Regions from separate parts of the Hordeum vulgare genome. Here region 2 is linked to region 1. A link is a contact called in public Hi-C data. All regions are on one chromosome and are shown on one strand. The core of a region is the stretch at or near the end of the contact, and the rest is flanking DNA. Distances in the headings are between cores, read along the strand shown.

Evidence for each region. Hi-C and Micro-C count contacts between places; a contact is called where the count stands out from the background.
Region 2: a Hi-C map of seedling shows a contact between it and region 1, with 5 times the contacts expected there. The contact joins the promoter of LOC123425916 here to the promoter of LOC123425915 in region 1. A contact is called at or near these places in 2 of 6 Hi-C or Micro-C datasets (leaf and seedling) and 1 of 1 datasets of contacts at active chromatin or transcription factors (embryo).

What each region holds. Positions count from the first base shown.
Region 1 is chr2H:218,836,190-218,843,653 of MorexV3_pseudomolecules_assembly, forward strand. LOC123425915 (autophagy-related protein 8A) reads left to right here and starts at 4,241. Exons shown (of 6, transcript XM_045109678.1): 1 at 4,241-4,372; 2 at 4,500-4,543; 3 at 5,591-5,646; 4 at 5,734-5,786; 5 at 6,094-6,212; 6 at 6,303-6,649. The coding sequence starts at 4,507. The coding sequence ends at 6,397.
Region 2 is chr2H:219,451,347-219,458,810 of MorexV3_pseudomolecules_assembly, forward strand. It overlaps LOC123425916 (ankyrin repeat domain-containing protein 13C-like), which reads left to right and starts at 3,572. Exons shown (of 2, transcript XM_045109679.1): 1 at 3,572-5,216; 2 at 6,155-6,715. The coding sequence starts at 3,762. The coding sequence ends at 6,499.

The sequences.
Region 1 (7,464 bases), core at 2,991-5,490:
ACGATCCGTCCCGCGAACTTCATCGCGATCCGTCCCGCAATCTCATCATGATCCTTCCCAATCTAGTGCCGAACGGACGGCACCTTCGCGTTCAGCACACATACAGCGCAACGATGATCTCGACCTTCTTGATCCAGCAAGAGAGACGGAGAGGTAGATGAGTTCTCCGGCAGCGTGACGGTCTTCCAGAGGTTGGTGGTGATCTATCCCAGCAGGGCTCCACCCGAGCTCCGCAGAAATACGATCTAGAGGAAAAACCGTGGAGGTATGTGGTCGGGCTGCCGTGGCAAAGTTGTCTCAAATCAGCCCTAATACCCCAGTATATATAGGAGGGAGGGGGAGGGACTTGCCTTGAGGCTCAAGGGAGCCCCAAGGGGTCGGCCGAACCAAGGGGAGAAGTCCTCCTCCTCCAATCCTAGTCCAACTAGGATTGGAAAGTGGAGTCCTTCACCACCTTCCCACTTCCCCTCTTTTCTTTTTCTTTTTCTCTTTGCTTTTTCCTTGGTGGCGCCATGGGCCTCTCTCGGCTGTCCCACCAGCCCACTAAGGGCTGGTGTGTCACCCCTAAGTCCTTGGGTCACTCCCGGGTGGGTTCCCCCCCTCCCGGTAAATTCCCGGAACCCATTCGTCACTCCCGGTACGATACCGGTAATGCCCGGAAACCTTCTGGTAACCAAATGAGACAAACCTATATATCAATCTTCATTTACGGACTATTCCGGAAACCCTCGTGATGTTTGTGATCCCATCCGGGACTCCGAACAACATTCGGTAACCAACCATATAACTCAAATACACATAAAACATCATCGAACCTTAAGTGTGCAGACCCTGCGGGTTCGAGAACTATGTAGACATGACCCGAGAGACTCCTCGGTCAATATCCAATAGCGGGACCTGGATGCCCATATTGGATCCTACATATTCTCCAAAGATCTTATCGGTTGAACCTCAGTGTCAAGGATTCATATAATCTCGTATGTCATTTCCTTTGTCCTTCGGTATGTTACTTGCCCGAGAATCGATCGTCGGTATCCGCATACCTATGTCAATCTCGTTTATCGGCAAGTCTCTTTACTCGTTCCATAATACAAGATCCTGTGACATACACTAAGTCACATTGCTTGCAAGGCTTGTGTGTGATGTTGTATTACCGAGTGGGCCCCGAGATACCTCTCCGTCACACGGAGTGACAAATCCCAGTCTTGATCCATACTAACTCAAGGGACACCTTCGGAAATACTTGTAAAGCATCTTTATAGTCACCCAGTTACGTTGTGACGTTTGATACACACAAGGTATTCCTCCGGTGCGAGTGAGTTATATGATCTCATGGTCATAGGAATAAATACTTGACACGCAGAAAACAGTAGCAATAAAATGACACGATCAACATGCTAAGTTTATTAGTTTGGGTCTAGTCCATCACATGATTCTCCTAATGATGTGATCCCGTTATCAAGTAACAATACTTGCCTATGGTTAGGAAACCTTGACCATATTTGATCAACGAGCTAGTCAACTAGAGGCTTACTAGGGACAGTGTTTTGTCTATGTATCCACACAAGTATTGTGTTTCCAATCAATACAATTATAGCATGGATAATAAACGATTATCATGAACAAAGAAATATAATAATAACTAATTTATTATTGCTTATAGGGCATATTTCCAACAGGGTGGCATATTGGTGTTCACGATATGGAATGGAGTACAGTGTGACCAATGGCAGAACCGTGTTGTTTGGACACCATGCTAGCTAGTTAGTATGTAATGCACAATTTTTAAGTTGGGGTGGGGCTACATGATGGACAGGGTGGGCCTCCACTCACCTTGACATTTGGGTGAGTGATACACCCCCACCCTTGCCCAATGGCCCAAGCCAATCCAGCCAAAGGCAGCGAGCGACTAGGCGATCCAACGAATCGGGCATCAAGCGAATGCGAGAGGGGCGAACAGGCGGTGGACTAGGGTTTTCATGTTTGAACACCCAACTTCGACGGTGATGGCACGCAGATCCGATGAGAGGCAGTAAGGTGGCGGTGATCCCTCTGGAGATGGTGCATTGAGGTAAGATCTCCCTCGTCTCTTGCTACCTCGATGCGTTCAATCTGACAAAGGGAATTTGAGAGTTGTTTTTGTCCGATGTCTTGATTCTCTCTGGATTCTGGCATTTGGTGTGTCAAACAAGGAGGCATTTGATGGCTCTTGATGGATGATGACCAACAAGTATAGGGGATCAATCGTAGTCCTTTCGATAAGTAAGAGCATCGAACCCAACGAGGAGCGAAAGGAAATGACAAGCGGTTTTCAGCAAGGTATTCTCTCCATATGTTGTAAGTAATAATGATAGATAGTTTTGTAGCAAAATAATTCGTAACAAGTGACAAATAACAATAGTAGCAAGTGCGCAACAAGGTAGCCCAATCCTTTTTATAACAAAGGACATTGCCGGAAAGTACTCTTGTATGAAGCAAACGCTCCCGAGGACACATGGGAATTACTGTCCAGTCATGTCATCATGTTTAGTTGATTTGCGTTCGTTACTTTGATAATTTGATATATGGGTAGACCAGTGCTAAGATATTGTTCTTACTTGAACAAGCAACCCACTTATGATTACCCCCTCTCGCAAGCATCCGCAACTACGAAAGAACAATTAATATAAATCTAACCGTAGCATGAAACATGTGGATCCAAATCAGCCCCTTATGAAGCAATGCATGTATTGGTGTTTAAGCTTCTGTCACTCTCGCAACCCATCATCTATTTGGTACTCCACAGTGTCTTTCCTTAGACCCATAACATGGTTAAGTGTCGTGTAGTCGATCTTCACACGACAACACTAAGAGAAGCAACAACATACACATTATCAAAATATTAAACGAATATCAACTTCACATAATTACTTATAACAAAACTTCTCACATGTCCTCAGGAACAATATCAACTACTCACACCTCATCAACATGTTTAAGATCAGAGGATATAATAATGGTGATCAAGGATCTGAAGTTAATATCTTCCATCAAATAATCAAACAAACATCAAATAGTCGATGTTCGCAAGGCTTCATTTTTATGTGTCTTTTGAGTGTCGTTAGGGTTTATATTATGTTCAGAAAGCCGAGGCGACGGTGGCTCTCGAAGGATGAAAAGATTCATTCCACTTGGCTTCATCCATGTGTTGTTTCTAGTATCGTCGAAAAGAGTGCGAAGATATATTTCTAACGGATCTTGTGTGTTTTGATGAGGTTTCTTTTTAATGATCCGCTTGTAACCGATATTGGTTCGGTTGCCTAATATATAAAAAATTCTCCGTCTAGTGACAACGGTTTGATGAGTTAGAAAATCAAACGGTTTGGTGAGTTAGGCTAGAAGTACAAAAGTAGTTCGTTTTGAACAAAGCAATAAAGTTAACGAGGTTGCCTAAGGCTGGTCATAGTGAGGAGTATCATATAGTAGTATCATGCATATGGTACTATTGTATGATATTACTTTCATAGTGCATATTATCATAAAGTAGTATCATAGATGACCTTATTTATTGACATGCATGACACATAGGGGGTGTTTGTTTCAAGGGACTTTTTGATGTAGGGACTAAAAAAGTCCCAAAAAGTCCCATGTGAAACAAACAGGAGGGTCTTTTAGGGACTAAAAGGGGGTATTTGGGACTATTTGGAGAAGTCCCTATGGGAGGGTCTTTTTGGGACTTTTTGTCACTTTTTCCAACAATGCCCCTATTTTTAGCATGTCATTTAATAACTACTAATACATCACTAAGGGTAACATGGTCTTTTTACATGTCATTTAATAACCTCTAGTCCTTATTTAGTTTCTAAAAACAAACGGGTAGGGACTAGGGACTTTTAAGTTGGGACTAAAAAAAGTCCCGGAACTTCTGAAACAAACAGGGCCATAGTAGCATAACATTTAACATGTTACGGTATGTTACTCTAATCCTCTCTTTCTTTTTTAATTGTCTGTCACATCAGCATGTTTGCTAGTCCCAAGTACTACCTTAATTACTCTCACTATGGCCAGCCTAAAACAATTACTAGTTAACGAAGAGCACGCGTTACGGAATTGAATACAAATTGAGTTTGAATCCTCTGCACAAAACGAACCGTCACAACCGTGCGAGTTGTGTACACACAATACAATACAGCTAGAACCCGAGGGGCACGGCATAAGATTCCCCACAGGGAAGGCCCTCTTAAATAGCCGCGACACGCCTCCACCACCAAACCCTACCCCGCGACTTCCTTCCGGTTGCTTCCGCCGAGCGACTTTCAATCCAGTCTCCCCCCTCGATTCCGCCACCCCGATCGCCTCGATCAATCTCGTCCCCGGCAGCGCCATCCCATCGGTGAGCCCCTCCATCCTTTTTCCCCAAAAGATCCGCCCAGAGTTCGGAGAATTTGGGTTTTCTTATCGCTTTCATCATCCGCTCTGGGATCGATTTGATCGGTGGATTGTTTCTCGATCGATCGCAGGTTGGAGATGGCCAAGACTTGCTTCAAGACCGAGCACCCCCTGGGTTTGTTTCTCTTGCCCCTCTGGCTGTTAATTTCTTTCAGTTTACGCTCTGTTTTGCTTTTTCGTCCGATCGATAATATAGGAGTACTCATATACGAGAGTTTGGTATTTCACTGATTGAAACCTGTGGACCAGTTGTTTGACACCAAAGTAATTTAGACTTTCTTTTACGTGACGTGATAACTTGGTTATAGTTGATTGCTTCCGTGCTCCGGCGTGCTAATTTGTGTATTCCGGACGTTCTTTCCTGTCCCATATGCTGTTGGCAGATATTGTCGGTGTGTTTCAGATTGGTGTTTTATTGAACCACCATGTAGACTAGTATTATTAGTCCGTATATGTTACATCTGTCAAAATGATTAAAATCAGTAGGAAGACTCAGTTCATCAATCCAGTACTGTCTGTTTTTTGTGATTGAGTTGTATTCTAATTGAATGGTGCTGCAAAGATAGATTTCATGGTCTTGATATTAAGTCGTTTATCCATCTTGCATTAGAATTTACACTCTGTTCAGTCTATAAAAATAGACTGTTCCATATAATGATGACTGCCTGATATATTCTACTTTTAAGGTTTTTTTTGTCCGTGTGCTATTCGTATTATATCTTAATAATAATTCATATTGCCGAATGACTTTGTTAGATCATATTCATAAGATACTGTTTTACTCAGTTAAGTAACCAACAATGATGTGATACTTTGGCGTACAATTTCTGTTGTACTACTGTTCTGTCTTATTGGTGCGATTGAATGTATTGTTTGGCTTCTCCTATGGATTGCCAGGATTGCCAAGATTATTCCCCTGTAAAAGAAATATTTTATAAAATGGTCTCATATAGTATTGATTGTTCCCCTGTAAAAGAAATATTTTACAAAATGGTCTCATATAGTATTTCTTTTTTTAATATGATGTACTATCTTCCCTGGAGGGTATAATATGTTCTGCTTTTCACTGGTTGATGCATATGAGATCTTGGTTCAAGCTTCAATTGTTTTTTCCATTGGCAAGTTATTTTCATCTTATGTTATTAAAATTACCTTTTTATAGAGAGGAGGCAAGCTGAATCTGCCAGGATCCGTGAGAAGTACGCTGATAGAATTCCGGTAAATATATCTCTGGACTTATCTTTTACATATGTAGGTTGTCCACATTCATCTCTCCTAATAGAGCTCTTTGATCAATTATTTCAGGTGATTGTTGAGAAGGCTGATAAGTCTGATGTCCCGGAAATTGATAAGAAGAAGTAAGATATCCATCTTCATCACTTCTGTGTTCTGATGCCAGATGTGCAGTTCTTCTCATTGTTTTCTGGGGTTTAGCTCTGCTCTCAGCTGCAATCTCTCTTTCAACATGCCAATGTTTCATTTTCAGGTTTCTTGTATGTACATAACAATTTATTATGTCTGAATGTGCTCTATTTTATATACTTGTTGACTATTTGTTCTGTTTTTTATTTACCGTGGTCTTCAAATATTATTCTTGTCTGCTGTTCCATGTTAGGAATCTGTATTAGTATCTTGCTGATGTGCTTATAATTGATTCTTTTGCAGGTATCTTGTCCCTGCCGACCTTACTGTTGGCCAGTTTGTCTACGTGGTACGGAAGAGGATCAAGCTTAGCCCAGAAAAGGCCATCTTCGTCTTTGTGAATAGCACCTTGCCACCGACTGGTAATTTTCTTAAACATATTTATAGCAAATTAGTTTGTTATTGGTCATATGTGACTGCCCAATCCTCATATCAATGTTTGTTTTTGGCAGCTTCGTTGATGTCTGCGATCTATGAAGAAAACAAGGACGAGGATGGCTTCCTGTACATGACTTACAGTGGCGAGAACACTTTCGGGTCTGCCTAATCCATCTGCCTGGCCACTGTAAATAAATGGATGTTCAGGTTGCGACGTCTGTGTACATACTATCACTAGTATGCTGGTGGATTGCTGTCATGGTTTAATGCGTTAGTGTTTGGTATCTTATTATCATCTGAATGTCGGCCTGTAAAACTCTATACTTCGAAGGGTCGAAGATTTATCTGTTCTTGTCTGATTTATGTTCCTAATGCTCTGTGATGATATCAATTGCAAACTCATGGTAAGAGTTTTTCTTAATATTAGGCTGGGTTTATGTGCCCGTGTGTTGTAAGGGGGCAAACTTTAATATGACGATCATACTGGACAAATCTTGATGCAAAATAGTTAGATAAAAATGGAGCCTTATGAAATTGTCACTTGCAACAAAAAATGTCTATTTTTAACTTATATAAGGTCGGCCGAACTGAAATTCTGGCCGATAGCATCGTGAATTGTGTAATCTTGGTCGAGTCAAACCTTTACATTGTTTTAGGCGCAAAAACAAATGGCAAAGGATTTGTTTGATTGGCTGGCCTGTTTTAGTTTTTTTAAGAAAAAGTCCAAAACAAGCCTTGAAGTTGTAGACGAAAGCTAAATCAAATCATGAACTTCGAATTCCTGAAATTGGCACTCCGAACTTGTAATCCCTGTCTATTTTAAATCCTAGGTCCGTTTGACATACCGGGATTCTGACAATATCATAATCCGAACCGGGATAACCTGATAGGCTGCTATTCTCACAGGCAGAAATTGGGCCGGCCCATTATTTTTTTAGGAAGTTTAAAATAGTTCGAGCATTTTTTAAATTGTTCAGAAGTTCAAAATATTTATGTTTTCTATTTTTGTCACAAATTCTATGTCTTTTTGTTTCAAAAAAATGTTTGGGTTTTTTTAATTCTATTTGTATTTATAAAAAAGCAGAACATGGGTGAGTTTCCCGAGTATTTTTAAAATGTACATAATGTGTTGAAAAATATTGGAATTTTATCAAAAAAAAATACATATGTGCGTTAAAAATTACATTGGATATTGAAAAGAAGTAGACATGTGTGAAAGAAAAAAGAAAAAAAAAA
Region 2 (7,464 bases), core at 2,322-4,821, 610 kb after region 1:
CAGAAATTGAGATGAAATGTGGGATAGAGAGCAGGGTTATTGAGAGAGTTGTAGATACTTAGGGAGCTCCTCACATGATTGTCTTAATGATGTAATCGAGTTATCAAGTGACAACACTTGCATATAGTCAGAAAACCTTGACTATCCTTGATCAACTGGCTAGCCAACTAGAGGCTTGCTAGGGACATTGTTTTGTCTATGTATCCACACATGTATCTATGTTTTCATTCAATACAATTATAGCATGGATAATAAACGATTATCTTGAAACAGGAAATATAATAATAAATATTTTATCATTGCCTCTAGGGCATATTTCCAATAGATGTTTCTGCACATGTATGAGCATGAGAACAAGAGAGACATACACGCGTGCTCCTCCTCCACCGCCACCCGCCTGGCATCATCATGACGCGCCTCTTGTCGGCACCTCTTCGAGAGCTGAAATGTTTTGCTATAGTGGAAATTGAATACGAACGTTGCACATCTTCAACGCGTGCCTATTCGTTTCGTCTCCCTCTTTTGCTTCGCCTCCCGTTCTTGTTTGTTCGCCTCCTTCTCCTCTGCCTATAAAAGAGAGGTCCCTCCTCTCCAGAGAGACACATTAGATCATCATCTTCCTCTCGCCGTCAAGTTCCAAACCCTTAGCTGCTGCTAAGTTCTTCCCCACCCCGTCTTCCGGCATGCGCCGTAGGTCGGGATAGTAGGCCTCCGAAACCCCGCCGCTTTGTTTCTGTACGGGAGAAGGGTGATAAGGTTTTTGGGGAGCGCTCTGCGCAACAACTGGCTTCTTCATTACAGACACTACTGACGCTGACGACCACTTCTCGTACAACGACTTCTTCCTCGACATCAACAACCTCTTCAATAACATGGCCGGTGATGACGTCAACGCCAATCCCACTGTTTCTGCTATTGCAACTCGATATGTGTTCGTGACGCAACTCAGTATGTGTTCGTGTTCTTCTTATTTCAGATCATGTTGCTCAAAAGTGATGATGGTGGGATTACATTGGTTCAATCTCACTATGTGGAAAAGATCTTGAGTCACTTTGGTTATAGTGACTACAAGACCTCTCCAACACCTTATGGTGCTAGCGTGTTGCGTCGAAATAATCAAAGAACCGCTAGAGTTCAATTGAAATACTCTCAGATAATTGGTTTGCGTATGTATTTAGCGAGCGCTACGAGACCTGACATCTCTGTTGATGTTAGCAAACTGAGTTGGTTTGTCTCAAAACCAAGAGATGATCATTGGAAAGCTCTAGAAAGAGTTATGCGCTATTTGAAGGGCACTATGAGTTATGGAATTCACTACACTGGGTACCAAAAGGTACTTGAAGGGTATATTGACTCAAAATGGATCTATGATGCTGATGTGATAAAGGCCACGAGTGGATATGTATTCACTCATGGTCTTGGTGCTGTTTCTTGGAAGTCTTGCAAGCAAACGATCTTAACGAGGTCAAAATGGAAGCAAAACTCACAACACTAGATACAACTACGGTTAAAGCAGATTGGCTTCGTTGGCTCTTGAATGACTTACCGGTTGTTGAGAAACCTCTACCATGTGTTCTTATGAACTGCGACAATCAAACTGTGATCGCCAGAATGAGTAGTTCAAAGGATAACATGAAGTCATCAAGACATGTTTAGACAAGGTTAAAATCTGTCAAGAAAATGATGAACTCCGAAATTATTGCATTGGGTTATATCTAAACATCTAAAAATCTGGCAGATCCTTTTCCTAAGGGTCTATCATGCAATGTGATAGATAATGCATCAAAGGAGACGGGTATGAGACCCACAATGTGAGTTGTTCACAGTGGCAACCTATTCCATGTGATCGGAGATCCCATGAATTAGATGTGGAAGATAAGTTGTTGGTCAACTAAGAGGAAATTATCCTTACCATTGATAATACTACTCCATGAAGATGCAATACTTTCTTAATCTGCATGGCGGGTTGATATATATCTTAATATGTTCTAAGTGGCTTATTGAAGCAGAGATGTTGTCCTGCAGGACATCTTTTGAAGACCACACCCACATGAGTGTGATTGTTAACACCGCAATCTATGAGAGTAGGGTGCTCTCTAGTAAACTCATGAAAGGCCTCGGAGTATGACGCATAAGCTCCACCCACGGGGAAGTCCCACGATAGCCTAGTATCGGTCAAGGCTCTATGTGAAGCTAGATTCACAGAAAACTTGTAGTTCAAGGCATAGTCCACTGTTCAAGTTGCTTACTAGAGTAGCATAGAGTACTAGGTGGAAGTTCAACTTAACACTCTCCACTGCAGTACCGGTATATACATAGTATTTTCGAACTAAAGGCAAATTTTGTGTGCCTGTGAGCCGGTGGGGGATTGTTGGAATTCAACCGTTTTGGGCCAGCCCAATGACCAATTTTGGAATTCCTAATAAATCCTAGAGACCCACTTAGCCCATTCGTGCAAGGCAAGAGGTGGAACTAAAGTTTAGTCCCGCATTGCTAGTTTGGTAGGAGTTGGACCTTCATATAAGGGAGGATATTTCCACACATGTATGAGCATGAGAACAAGAGACACACACACACACACGCTCCTCCTCCTGTGCCGCTCGCCTCGCATGCACCTCTTCGACGGATGCATGTTCGTTTCGTCTCAGATCGGGACATTAGGCCACCGAAAGCCCGTCGCTTTGAGTTCAGTACAAGAGAAGGGTGATAAGGTTTTTGGGGAGCGCTCTGAGCGACTACTGGCTTCTTCATCACGGACGTCACGGACGCCGACGACCACTTCCTAGACGACGACTTCTTCCCCGACGTCAACAACCTCTTCGACAACATGGTCGGTGACGACGTCAATGCCAATCACACTTCTGCTAGTGATGCAACTCACTATGTATTCGTGTTCTTCTTGTTTTAGTTCCTGCCGCAACTTCTTGTTCTAGTTTCTTTTCTAGATATGTTCTGTTCATACTTATCAGTTCACATGCTACTCGCATACTCTCTATATGGTCGCATCTCTTGTCTTATAATTGTTATGGTATTCATGATTTATCTACTATTTCTGCTAGCAAAATCACATAATAAATCGCTCATATTTTCAGCAGTAACAATGTTTTTCGCTTACAACTCACACCGGATAGAGATCTTCACGTCCCATGCACCTAACAGCCTTATATTTTTTTTCATGGGGACTTATCTTAAGAATCCCAAATAGGCAACAAATGTTCATTAGGAAGGATGGTATCTACGAACGTTCTTGTGACAATTTTTTACACCAGACTTGGCAATGTTGACATCATAGGATTTTGCTGTGAAAATTACCCGTGTTTACTTGAAAATTTTGCTATGTACCCGCAACATGAATTGTCGCGAAAAATGTTTACTTTGAGTGAGTACAATGATTGACCGTACAGTAGCAAGTACTCCATCCGTTTTAAAATAAATGTATCAATTTTATATTAGTTCAATAGAAAGTTGCACTAAAATTAAAATATTTATTTTGAAACAGGGGAAGTACTTATCTTGCATCATTAGTAAATAGGACATGAATGAGCCCGGCTAGGCCCGGTCCATCTTTAGCCCATCCTTGACACCACTCTCTCGTCTATCTTGTTTCTTCCCCGGCTGGTTCACCACCCAACGGTTCCAACCTCCACCGCTCCCCACTCCACTCGATCCCCACGCGCGCACGCATCCCTCCCCACAGCCGAGGAAGAGAGCCCAACAAGAATCCCAAGAGGAGAGCTCCTATCCCCGACCAGGAGCGGGCAATGTCAGTTCAGGACCCGTCCCCCGCGCCGCGACCCAAGCGCACGTCGTCCGCGCCGATCCGACCCTGCGACTACGCGCACAGCCCGGCGCACCACTGCGTCGCGCTGCGGGACGCCGCCGGCATCTCCGCCATCCTCGCCGGCCTCCCGCCCCTCGCCCACCCCTCGCGCATCCTCTCCGCCGCCGACGCCGCGCGCGAGGCCCGCCTCTCGGCCTCTGTCTCCGCGGCGCTCGACCGCCGCGACGTCCCAGGTGGGGACACCGCGCTCCACCTCGCCGTGCGGCTCCGGCTCCCCTCCCTCGCCTCCGCGCTCGCCGCCGCCGGCGCCGACCCCACGCTCCAGAACCACGCCGGGTGGACGCCGCTCCAGGAGGCGCTCTGCCTTGGATGCAAGGACATCGCGGCCTTCCTCCTCCGCGCTCACCGCCTGGCGGCCTGGGCCAAGCTCCGCCGCCGGGCGCCCGCGCTCTCCGCCGCGCTGAGCCGGGTCCAGGACTTCTATCTCGAGGTGGATTTCCACTTCGAGAGCTCCGTCGTGCCGCTCCTCTCGCGCGCCGCGCCGTCGGACACCTACCGGATATGGAAGCGCGGCGCCAACCTGCGCGCGGACACCACCCTCGCCGGCTTCGACGGCCTCCGCATTCGGCGCGCCGACCACTCTTTCCTCTTTTTCGGTGAGGAGACTGAGGCCGGCGGCCGACGCCTTCCCCCGGGATCGCTCCTTGTGCTCCACCGCGGCAAGCGCGAGGTGCATGACGCGTTCGCCGCGGCCGCGGCCGCCGGTGACGAGGATGCAGCCACCTCCGACGCGGCCGCCTACAGGCCGGGGCTCAACATCACCTCCGCGAGGCTCGTTCAGAGAACCACTTGGCTGCGCAAGGAGAAGACGGAGAGCGTTGGGGAGTGGAAGGCGAGGGTGTTCGACGTCCACAACGTCGTCTTCTCCTTCCGCACGCTCAAGGCAGCCAGCACGGGCCGCAAGGACTTGACCTTCGAGTTTGCCGGAGATGACGACGAGGAGTTCTTGCCGCTGGAGATCCGGGATGATGACGAGGACGGCGATTTCTTAGTCGCCGACATCCCCCCGCCCCCGCCACGGCGCAGCTGCTACGTGCCTGGCCGGCGCAGCGTGGCAGGGCCACCCTCCCATATGGGGACGCCGCAGAGGAGGAGGAACAGCGTGGACGTGCCGCGACGGCTGCCAACCTGTGCATCCGTGGGCCGCGGCGAGGACGGCGTCTTCAGCCGGAACGCCACGACCGGGGGAGCCAAGTGGAAGGAGGAGGAGACGGTGAAGACACTGCGGCCAACCGTGTGGCTCACTGAGGACTTCCCGCTGAGCGTCGACGAGTTCTTGCCTCTGCTGGACATCTTGGCTACCCGTGTGCGCGCCGTCCGCCGCCTCCGTGAGCTGCTCACCACCAAGTTCCCGACTGGGACATTCCCGGTCAAGGTAACGTTCAGTCTACTTTCCTGCTCTAGCGGCAACCCAAGTTATGGTACTGTTTCTTCGCAAATAACTTCCTCAGTTTCATTGCTTGTGCAAATTTGACAAGAATTTATAAGCCCTATGTAGCACTTAAACATGGTGAATCAAGCAATGTCAACACCCAGAAGTTATCTGAGGCCTTGTTTGGTTCATAAGTCCTAGGACTTTTTTTAGTCTCGACTTATAAGTCCCGAGTCCCTAAAAAGTTCCTACCTGTTTGGTTCCTAGGACTTAATATGGACTAAAAGACCATATTACAACTATAAGTCCCTGTAAGACTCATAAGTCCGAAATGCCCACTTTAAGTCCTCATAAGTCCCTCCTGTTTGGTTTAGATGGGACTTAAAGGGACTTATAAGTTCTAAGTCCCTAATAAGTCCCTGTAACCAAACACCCCCTGAATCAAGCAAGATAAGTAATGAATCATGTGCTATTGGGACTATCTAGCTGTTTGTATCACCAAGAACAGCAACCAGGGGCAGCATATGCAGTGAAAGCTCGACTTGTGTTTATGCGGGGCGGTTTGTAGGAAAACAATTTATAAGTTCAGATGCTTATCTGCATGGTGCATTGCCCTGGAGCAGGCAATTTCCAGGTTGGATGAATGGGGAGTTGAGTAGTAAAGGGAGCAGTATCCATTGCACTACCACTTTCTAAAATATCCTTTTTCTTAATTATTATCGTGTTCTGAAGACTACATCATAATACTGATTCTCAAGAATTTATTGTTGGAACTTGGGAACACACAATGCGCTGCCTATAGGCATTAGTCATAGGAATTAGTTGGATGCAGCTATGGACTAGAGATGGTGTAACTCAGTTTGGATTTGGTCGTTCATGCTGGCTTGTGATTTGTTGCTATCTGTGGACTCAGCTAGTTCATAACTTTGTTGTTGATGCAGGTTGCGATCCCTGTTGTTCCGACTGTGAGGGTAGTCATCACCTTCAACAAGTTTGTTCCCCTGGTAGAGCCAGAGGAGTTCTTCACGCCGATGTCGAGCCCCAGCCTGCTGGCGAGCCCTGGTCCGGGGTCCATCATGCCTAAGCCAGACACCCACAAGAGCTCGTATCTGAGGTGGACATCCAAGAACTCGAGAGCAAAGCCAGTGAACCTGTCGCAGGTCGCGGACAACACCGACCCCTTCACCATCCCCAGCGACTACACCTGGGTAAACCTGGGTGCCACCAAGTCCCAAGACAAGAAGCTATCCAAGACCAGTAAAAAGGGCAAGAGCAAAGAGACCTAACTAAACCAACTAGCGGTTTGAATTGATCATCTGGTCTCTATTTAGTGGGGAGCTAATATACCATGACCCAGAACCTGTAATTACCAAGCATCTGGGAGGAGCCCCGGGTTAGGGTTTAGGTTGGCGACGAAGAACGGAAGCAGCTAGTGTGGAACCTCTTATGTTTTACCTTTTGTTGATTGACCCTTCTTCTTCAGCAATATTGTTGTACTTGTACACACTGGGTGGCGCCAAATTGCACATGCTGCTCTTGCTTAAAGATCCTTCTGATTTAAAAAAAAAGAGAGAATGTATTGCACATTCCTATTCTTTGCCTGTGTTTCAGTTCTTCTGTGTACGTCTGTTGTGTTTGAGATTTGGGAGTGTTCTCCTTGGTGCATCCCCAAGCACAATGTGGGATCCTTTTTTCCTGGAAAGCAAAATGATGGACGAATGGTCGTTGTGCGTTTGGTTCGTGGATCGATGAGTTCAATGGATCTTTTCTTTTTCTCTCTCTGGTGCGGATGAATATGATGGCTGCGGCTTCTGCAAAAGATGCGTTAGCGTGTTGTATGTCCGCGCTTTGTAGGGCAGAATCATTGGCATGCATGCATGCTTTACCCCAAAGATGGCTGGCACAGACATTCCTTCCTTCCTAGTGAATACGTAGCCTGTTTCACCCACATACAAATGGCGTGTTACCTTCAACCAGACTGAGTTACAAACTGAAAGGTCTTACTCGCATCAGCACGAATCTTAAAGCAAGTCAGAGCCTGGCTCACTGATAACTCTCCAATCAACAATTTTCTGCAAATCAGGTGCAAAAGGGAGGCAACACGTTCGTGACGGTACAAGGTGAAATCAAGCAGAGATGACGGGAGATGGGAATTGGCCGAGGCGGGATGTCAAAAATCTAGCCTCGGCGCCCCCATTTACTTGGTCACTATTAGCTCTTCAGAGAAGCACTTCCTTTGTTCTTAGCACCA